Regions from separate parts of the Sus scrofa genome. Here region 2 is linked to region 1. The links are chromatin contacts, called in public HiChIP or PLAC-seq maps. All regions are on one chromosome and are shown on one strand. The core of a region is the stretch at or near the end of the contact, and the rest is flanking DNA. Distances in the headings are between cores, read along the strand shown.

What was found. HiChIP or PLAC-seq counts read pairs in DNA pulled down with a chosen protein or histone mark.
Region 2: a contact with region 1 is called in an H3K27ac HiChIP or PLAC-seq map of alveolar macrophages. The contact joins two enhancer-like sites. A contact is called at or near these places in 1 of 47 Hi-C or Micro-C datasets (embryonic fibroblasts) and 1 of 2 datasets of contacts at active chromatin or transcription factors (alveolar macrophages).

What each region holds. Positions count from the first base shown.
Region 1 is chr9:86,474,439-86,478,327 of Sscrofa11.1, forward strand. No RefSeq gene overlaps it. Among named protein-coding and RNA genes, the nearest start is that of AHR, 35 kb to the right of the region's middle. Within about 2 kb of position 1,868, at least 1 of the 83 cell types and tissues checked has an H3K27ac peak or open chromatin away from gene starts, as enhancers often do. A contact at or near this core is called in alveolar macrophages, where this site is marked.
Region 2 is chr9:86,836,741-86,840,570 of Sscrofa11.1, forward strand. All of the region lies in intron 1 of LOC110255481 (a long non-coding RNA gene), which reads right to left. Among named protein-coding and RNA genes, the nearest start is that of SNX13, 250 kb to the right of the region's middle. Within about 2 kb of position 2,146, at least 18 of the 83 cell types and tissues checked have an H3K27ac peak or open chromatin away from gene starts, as enhancers often do. A contact at or near this core is called in alveolar macrophages, where this site is marked.

The DNA.
Region 1 (3,889 bases), core at 618-3,117:
GTTATTAACACCAAGGGTCACATTCACAGTGTGTGAAAATTGATATAAACATGCCAGCGATAGCAAGAGAATGATTCCAAATATGGTGCTCATAATACTAGGTGTAGTAGCACCTCATAATGCTAGGTTCAACAGTGAACTTATTGTAATGCACTGGAGAGAAACATTGTAGCTTTAATGAGGGTGACTATTTGATCCATGCTTGTCATCTCCTCCACTCCCCAAGTCCTATATTATCAGGTAATGGCCCTGCTGTAAATCACGTGTACATACCCAGTGTCAGTAAGTGCTCAATGTTGGGCACAGGGAAGGAGCTCAGTAAGTACTAAAGGAATGAATGAATGAATGCAGATATAAGAGCAGCTGAAGTTTCAGCATACATAAACCTAAATTCAATCTCTTTTGTGTCAGATACAAAGCTTATGGCACCAAGTTTCAGTCTATCTCATCAGATAATGGCAAATGTTGCTGCTGCTGCTGCTGCTGCTGCTGCTGCTGCTGCTGCTACTACTACTACTATAACTCCTACCTTGGTGGTATGGCTGAGTCATGGCTAGGAAGACAACAGTGGCCTGAACTGATGGAATCTGGGGATATTTGTCTGTGTTTACTGATCAATCCAAAATCAAATAATCATTCCCCATTAGCAACTCTGACCCAGTGGATCACTCCTTCCTTCTAGACACAGTTTCTTCACTTAGCTTTTCAGGATCCCATACTTTCCTGGGTTTTCCCGTGGACTCCTTTAGCCAATTCCTCCTCTTCTTACCAACTTCTTGAACTTTTATTTTTTAAAATAATCTGTATTTAGAAGGGCAGACTTTTTAAAATTTAAGAAAGTCCACTTTAGCATTTTTTAAAGTGTGCTTTGATATCTCATCTAAGAAATCTTCACCTAAGATCTCACAGATTTTCTTCAAAATATCTTTATCTTTAAAATATTTTTTTCATTTCAATGTAGCTTTTAGGTCTATGATATATTTTGAGTTAACATTCTCTTATTGGGGGGAGAAATGAATCAAAGTTCATTTTTTTTGCATTTGGATGTTCATTTATTCCAGGATTATTTCATGAAAAGCTTATCCCTTCTTCACTACATTGTCTTTGAATCTTTCTCAAAATCAGTTTTCTAAGAGAAGGAAAAGTCAAGCTACCAACTTAGAGAAAATATTTGGAAATCACATATTCAACAAGGAACTTGCACTAGAATAAAAAAGGAACTCACAAAATACCACAGAAAGAAAACAACCCAATTAAAATATTGTGAAAAAACCACTATACACCATCAGAGGGGGTATTCAGAAGTCATGGGAACACAGAAAAAATACTCAACATCATTAGCCATTGGTGAAATGCAAATTAAAACCATGATGAGTTACCAGTACACACATGTTAAAATGGCTAAAATAAAAATTAGAATTTTAAACGCTGATGAGGATATAGAGTAGCTCACAAGTGGCTGGCGGGAATGTATTAAAGAATAATATTGAGACTGTGACAAAATCTTCCTGCCTTGACTTCTTATAACAAATACACATAATATTTCAAAACAGCTTTAACTTTATAGTATGTAGCTGTCTTACTTGCAGTATTAGTTTAACAAGAAAATCTATTTTAAATGGAAAGATATAGCACATATCAAGATCTGTATAAAATACCAAGGCCATACTTTGGATATGATGTAAAATATAATAATAACTGGGATATTTAGAAAAGATGGTATTGATGATTTTTTTCCTTGTTCCTTATGGGAATTATTTGAGAATGAATAGTTCTTTAGAACTAGCAGGACAAACAAGATCCTCCTCAATGCCAAATCAGGGAACTTTTCAAGTTCAAAAGGACTCTTCAGCTATTGCCTAGAGCCATTTCCTCATTTTTGATGACAGCAAATGAGTGGTTCATTTTCTCTTTTACAGTATTATGCCCTTTAGCTAATTCTGAATAAAACTGCTACACTTGTTTAGTGAGAATTTTTTCAACATTCCTTTATGAACAAACCCACTGTTCATAACCAGCCACATAAGTTCAGAGCCTAAAGACAGCTTTCAAAACACAAATACAAAATAAAATGAAAATGTAATGATGTGGAATCTCCATATTAATTTGCCAGTGATCTATCTTGAGTTGTTTCTAAATCCAACATTAGCTTTTCAGTGACAGCTTAGGCTGTGTAGTGAGACATTAAAGACAGATTCTGAATAATTCACTCATGTTTCACAGGCCAAAGGTCAACTCAAGGTTTAAAACTTTTACTTGAGACCTTCCAGAATCACATCCTGCTTTCCACAGGGCAAGACATTACTAGTATGCTGTTAACCTCCTGGTAAACATTGCCTAATGTATGGCTAAAAATTTATACAGAATATAAAGTTGTTGTGACAAATATTCAACACTATCACCATATATAGCCAGCAAGCACCATTTCTCCTGACTGTATGCATTTGGTGCTGTTTTTGTTGAACAAAATACTTTCCAAACATAAAGCTTTGCTACTTAAAATTCAGGCCAAAAAAAAATCTTTTCCTGGGGCTGATTTATATCTAATATTTCCACCAATGTCTATGTGTCAGTTCATTGTCAACACACAGACAAAGCTCATGCATAGACCATATTTATTGAATTATTTCCTAACACAGTCTCATTGTAATGCAAAATGGTTAGTGCTTAGAAAAACATATAAATCAATTATCCTAATCTGGAGCTTGCAGGAAGAATGTCAAATGAAATTTTAAGGTTTTATTTTATCTGCATATGAAATTGATAGCTGAGATATATGAGTTTATCAAGGACATTTTTCACTTGTGAATTTTACAATGCATGGTCATAACAAAAATCTTCCTCTTTTGTTGGGTATGAGTAACTTCTCTTGACAGTCTTATCTTTAGTTCACTATAGTAGTTCCTAATCCCCAACTTAGAGTATAAGGTAGGAAAGAAGATGTGGAAACAGAATATTTCAGATTTGAAGACTTTGAGTGTGAGGTACTTGTGGGACTTTCAAGTGGAGATACCCACAAGGTACTTGAACCTATGGATATAGTGGTTTAGGAGAGAAACTGTGGCTAAAGGGGCAGATTTGTGTCAGAAGCATTTTGGTGCTACAAGAAGCTATGTAAGTGGGAAGAGAAAACCAAACATGTGAAAGAGTAAAGATGTGAGGAAAGAAACCTTAGGTACACCAACATTTGTGGGAGGGTAAAAGAGAAGTTCATGAACAGAAGAGAAAGGACAAGAAAGGGACATGGTGTCAAAGAAAGCAAGGGAGGACAGAGTTCTTGGAAGCCACATTTGCCCACAGCAAATGGGACATCAGGGAAGATAAGTACCCAAACGTCTCTATTTATTTCAGAAATCAAGAGATCATGGGTGATAAGGACTGAGAGATTTCAGTGGCACAGTGTGATTAAGCAATGAACAACTAGTGGCAGTCTTGTAGTTATCCTGACTTTGTAGAGAAAGAAATGCCATAATTGCTGTAAGCTGTGGTGTAGGTCACAGACGAGGCTCGGATTTGGCTTTGCTGTGGCTGTGGTGTAGGCCAGCAGCAGCAGCTCCAATTAGACCCCTAGCCTGGGAACCTCCATATGCTGCGGGTGTGGCCCTATAAAGACAAAAAAAAAGTTATAATGATTTTTAAATGAGAAAGAGAGGTGATAGCTATACAACATTATGAATGCACTAAGTACCACTTTAAAATGCTTAATTATATGTGAATCTTATGTCAATAAAGAAAATGTTATAATGATAGAAATTTTAACTTTTTACCGAAAATTGTATTTTTGCTACAGACATCACATGTGTTGGTAAACAATTTTGAAATATTTGTATTACAGTTTAAAGGACTCATTAATACTACCATTATTATCCATAAGAGCAAAGGAGCAGAA
Region 2 (3,830 bases), core at 896-3,395, 360 kb after region 1:
TCTCAAACACTGTTGCTGTTGTTTATCAGCTGTTTATGAAAATATTCTAAATGTTCTGTGTTGTCATTTCAACAATAGATTAAGTTTGTCATCTTCTTTATTTTTTTATTTTTTGTCTTTTTAGGGCTGCACCCACAGCATATGTAAATTCCCAGGCTAGAGATTGAAACAGAGCTGCAGCTGCTGGCCTACACCACAGCAAGAGCAACTCAGGATCCAAGCCACATCTGCGAACTATACCACAGCTCACAGCAATGCCAGATCCTTAACCCACTGAGTGAGGCCAGAGATCAAACCCACATCCTCATGAATACCAGTCAGGATGGTTAATCACCAAGTCATGACAGGAACTCCCAAGTTTGCCATCTTTTAAGAGCATGCTCCAAGCCACCATAAAACAGTAACAACCGTAGTATCACAGATCACTGACCACAGATCACCATAACAAGTAAAATTATAGTGAAAATGCTTGAAATATCACAAACATTACCAAATGTGACACAGAGACACAAAGTGTGAAAATGCTCTTGGGAAAATGGCATCAATGAACTTATCACAGAATTGCCACAAACATTTAATTTGTAAATATTACAATATCTGTAATGCACAATAAATCGAAGCACCATAAAATGAGGTTGACCTGTATCACAGATCTCTCTAATAAAATATCCTCAGTTTTATCTGTAGAATCAAAACCAGCTTTATCTTAACTAGACTTTGTGATTCTCTTTGCCAACAAAACAGTGTGACAAGCACCCTCAAGATGAACAGATATCCAAAAAGAAATTAAACAGCTTTAAAAGACTTCAGATAGCTTATCTCAGTCCTCAGGCTCCGTGATATCTCATAGCATTCAGTGTTGTCAGCCACATCTCCTCCTTCATAACATTTTTATCTCCTAAGTCTTCTGGACACATCCACTTGAATACAGCATCAGTTAAAACCCATAATTTCAGTAGCCAACTTTTCCTCCCCCAGAAGTTGGTTCTTCCACCCTACCTTCTTGACTTTCAGTGTGTGTGAGTGTATTCACCCAGCAGGTTGCCTACTGTGAAAAATCTGTCCCTGGGAGAAGTTGGGCATCATGAAAGAGAGGTTTCAGCAAGGAGTGACCCACAGCACCTTCCCGCCGCCAAGGGATCAAGCGGTCTCAAATCTTCTCCATCCTCTCCCTTCAGCTTAATCCAAAACTGGCCCAGAGAATTACATTTCTAGCGCCCAGTCTCCTTTCTTGGTGATTTGTTACTGTCCTGAAGACTTAAGTTTCTTGAAGCCAAGAATAATTAAACTTGGTAATTCCAATTATAGTGAGGAAAAATCTCCAATGTAATTAACCCAGAGTTTTAATAATGCTATACATAATTATTCTAATAATGTTATCCACAGTCATAAGCAAATTAGAGTTTCAAAACACCATTTTTACCTCATTCTATATTATACATAGCTATAGATGATATTATAATATGTACACCTACTTATATGCAATTACTCATTAATCAAAGATTTATTGAGCAACCTTTATGCTCAAGTTGCTTAGAAAAAAGTGACTACTGTGCTAAGTGCTTTACCTCAATATTTTTATTTAGTCCCTCACAATAATACTGTAGGCAGGTACTATTACAGATGAGCAAAGACAGGCTCTAGAGGTGCTGAGTGCCTTATCAAAGCCCATAAGAGGGCAAAGGGTTCAAACCCAAGTGTTTCAAACCTGGAATGCAAGCTGTGAACTAGCACCGTTTCTTGTATCCAAAATGCTACAGGAGCAAAGAGACAAGGAGAACACTGTGGGTGGGGGAGGAAGCAGGGTTCTTCTTAACCCACAGCCAGGAGTAGGTTTACACAGAAAAGGGAAGCTGACTGAGTCCCGAGAGCCTCAGGAATAAGAGGAAGGAGGGAGCAGGCAGCAGGGACCCTGCAAAGTCAGAGCCAGGCCCTAGGCATGACTCTATGTCTCAGCTCAAGCAGCTCAATCGGGGCAGTGGGCATGTGAGGACACCCATGCCACCCTCCACAGCTCTGTTAGGTTCGTCAATGGCTTAGACATTCTTTATCTGGGTCGTCATTTCCATTTCTCACTACACTATGAGTCAGTGCTTCCCAACACGGCTCTTTTGAAAAGGCAGTGCACGTCACACCCATCTTACACTGGTCAGCAGTGATGCTGAATTGAGGAACAACTAAGGACAGTTATGCAACCAAAACTTCCAGTTCTCTGGGACTGATAGCTGCGTTATGAAACTGATCTTAGAGGAAAAAAAAAAATAGGCATTATGAGAATATTCAAAAGGGCATGATGAATACCTGGTAACGTGTGTACTTTTTAAAAATTGGAGTAGAGTTGACTCACAATGTTGCGTTAATTTCAGGTGTACAGCAAAGTGAATCAGTTATACATATATCCATTCTTTTTCAGAGTCTTTTCCTGTAAAGGTTATTATAGAATATTGAGTAGAATTCCCTGTGCTACACAGTAGATCCTTGTCAGTTATCTATTTTACACATAGTAGTGTATATATGTTAATCCCAAACTCCTAATTTGTACTTCTTATAAACACTTTTTGCTAACATACTAGATCTTATAAAATGTGCCCCAAGTTCTTTGTCAATTAGTCTTTCATAGAATTTTTTTAAGGCCTACCATGCACCTGGCACTGCTCTGGGCACTAGGGATATAGCTTTGAACACAGCACACACACACACACACACACACACACACACACACACACACACACACACACACACACACACACAGTATCTGACTTCAGAAAGCTTACGTACATACAAATACACCTGGAGAGAAGCACAAGGTTTACCTTGATAAGGACCTAGTCCTCGCAACTAGTTACTCAGAGTGGTAAAGAGGGGGAAAAAAAATGCCATTTCAGTTATCAAAGAGTTTCAAAATGAGTTGGTAATTGGATGAAATTATTTTCAAGTTTTCATATTGTTTTTTTACAAAAATAATAGTTTTCTGTTTAAATGAGGTCAAGCAATATAAAAAGTCACATAGAAAGAAGGCAATAAATCAACCATATCCTGCTTCCCAGATTAGCCTATACTATCTTTACTGAACACAATCCAGACACTTCTGGTAGCTTTAGAGACAGGCAGAGAGAAAAAGAAAATGTTGTATTATTAGGATCACACTCGATGTGTAATTTTTTAAATATTTTCTTTAAAAATTATACTTGAATTAAAAGAAAAAAAAGGAGTTCCCTTCGTGGCTTAGTGGTTAATGAACCTGACTAGAATCCATGAGGATACAGGTTCGATCCCTGGCCTTGCTCAGTGGGTTAAGGATCTGGCATTGCCATGAGCTGTGGTGTGGGTCACAGACACAGCCTGGATGCCATGTTGCTGTGGCTGTGGTGTATGCTGGCAGCTGTATCTCCCTTCAATCCCTAGCCTGGAAACTTCCATATGCCACAACTGTGGCCCTAAAAAGCAAAAAATAAAAAATAAAAATAAAATAAGAAACAGAAATTGGAGAAAAACTGAATGGAATTGTTGAACTTTGAATAAACATTCTCAACAAACAGTAACACAGAGATTCACCAAAGGGAGAACTAGAAATCCCAATGCAGAGGGAGGGGTGGGGTGGGGGCAGGGGAAGGGCAGGCAAGGACACAAGTCCATTTGCAAAGTAACCTCAGTTCTCAGGACCAGCACAGGCTTGAGTTGGATTCCAATACTTTCAAATCTGGATTTTTCTGTAAAACTTGACCCAGAAACATAGGATATTGTGTGAAACATGTTTTTTTTTTTTAAAGACCTATTATAAGAGTCTAAAAAAGCATATTAAAAAACTGCTGCCCCTTGCCTTACACTTC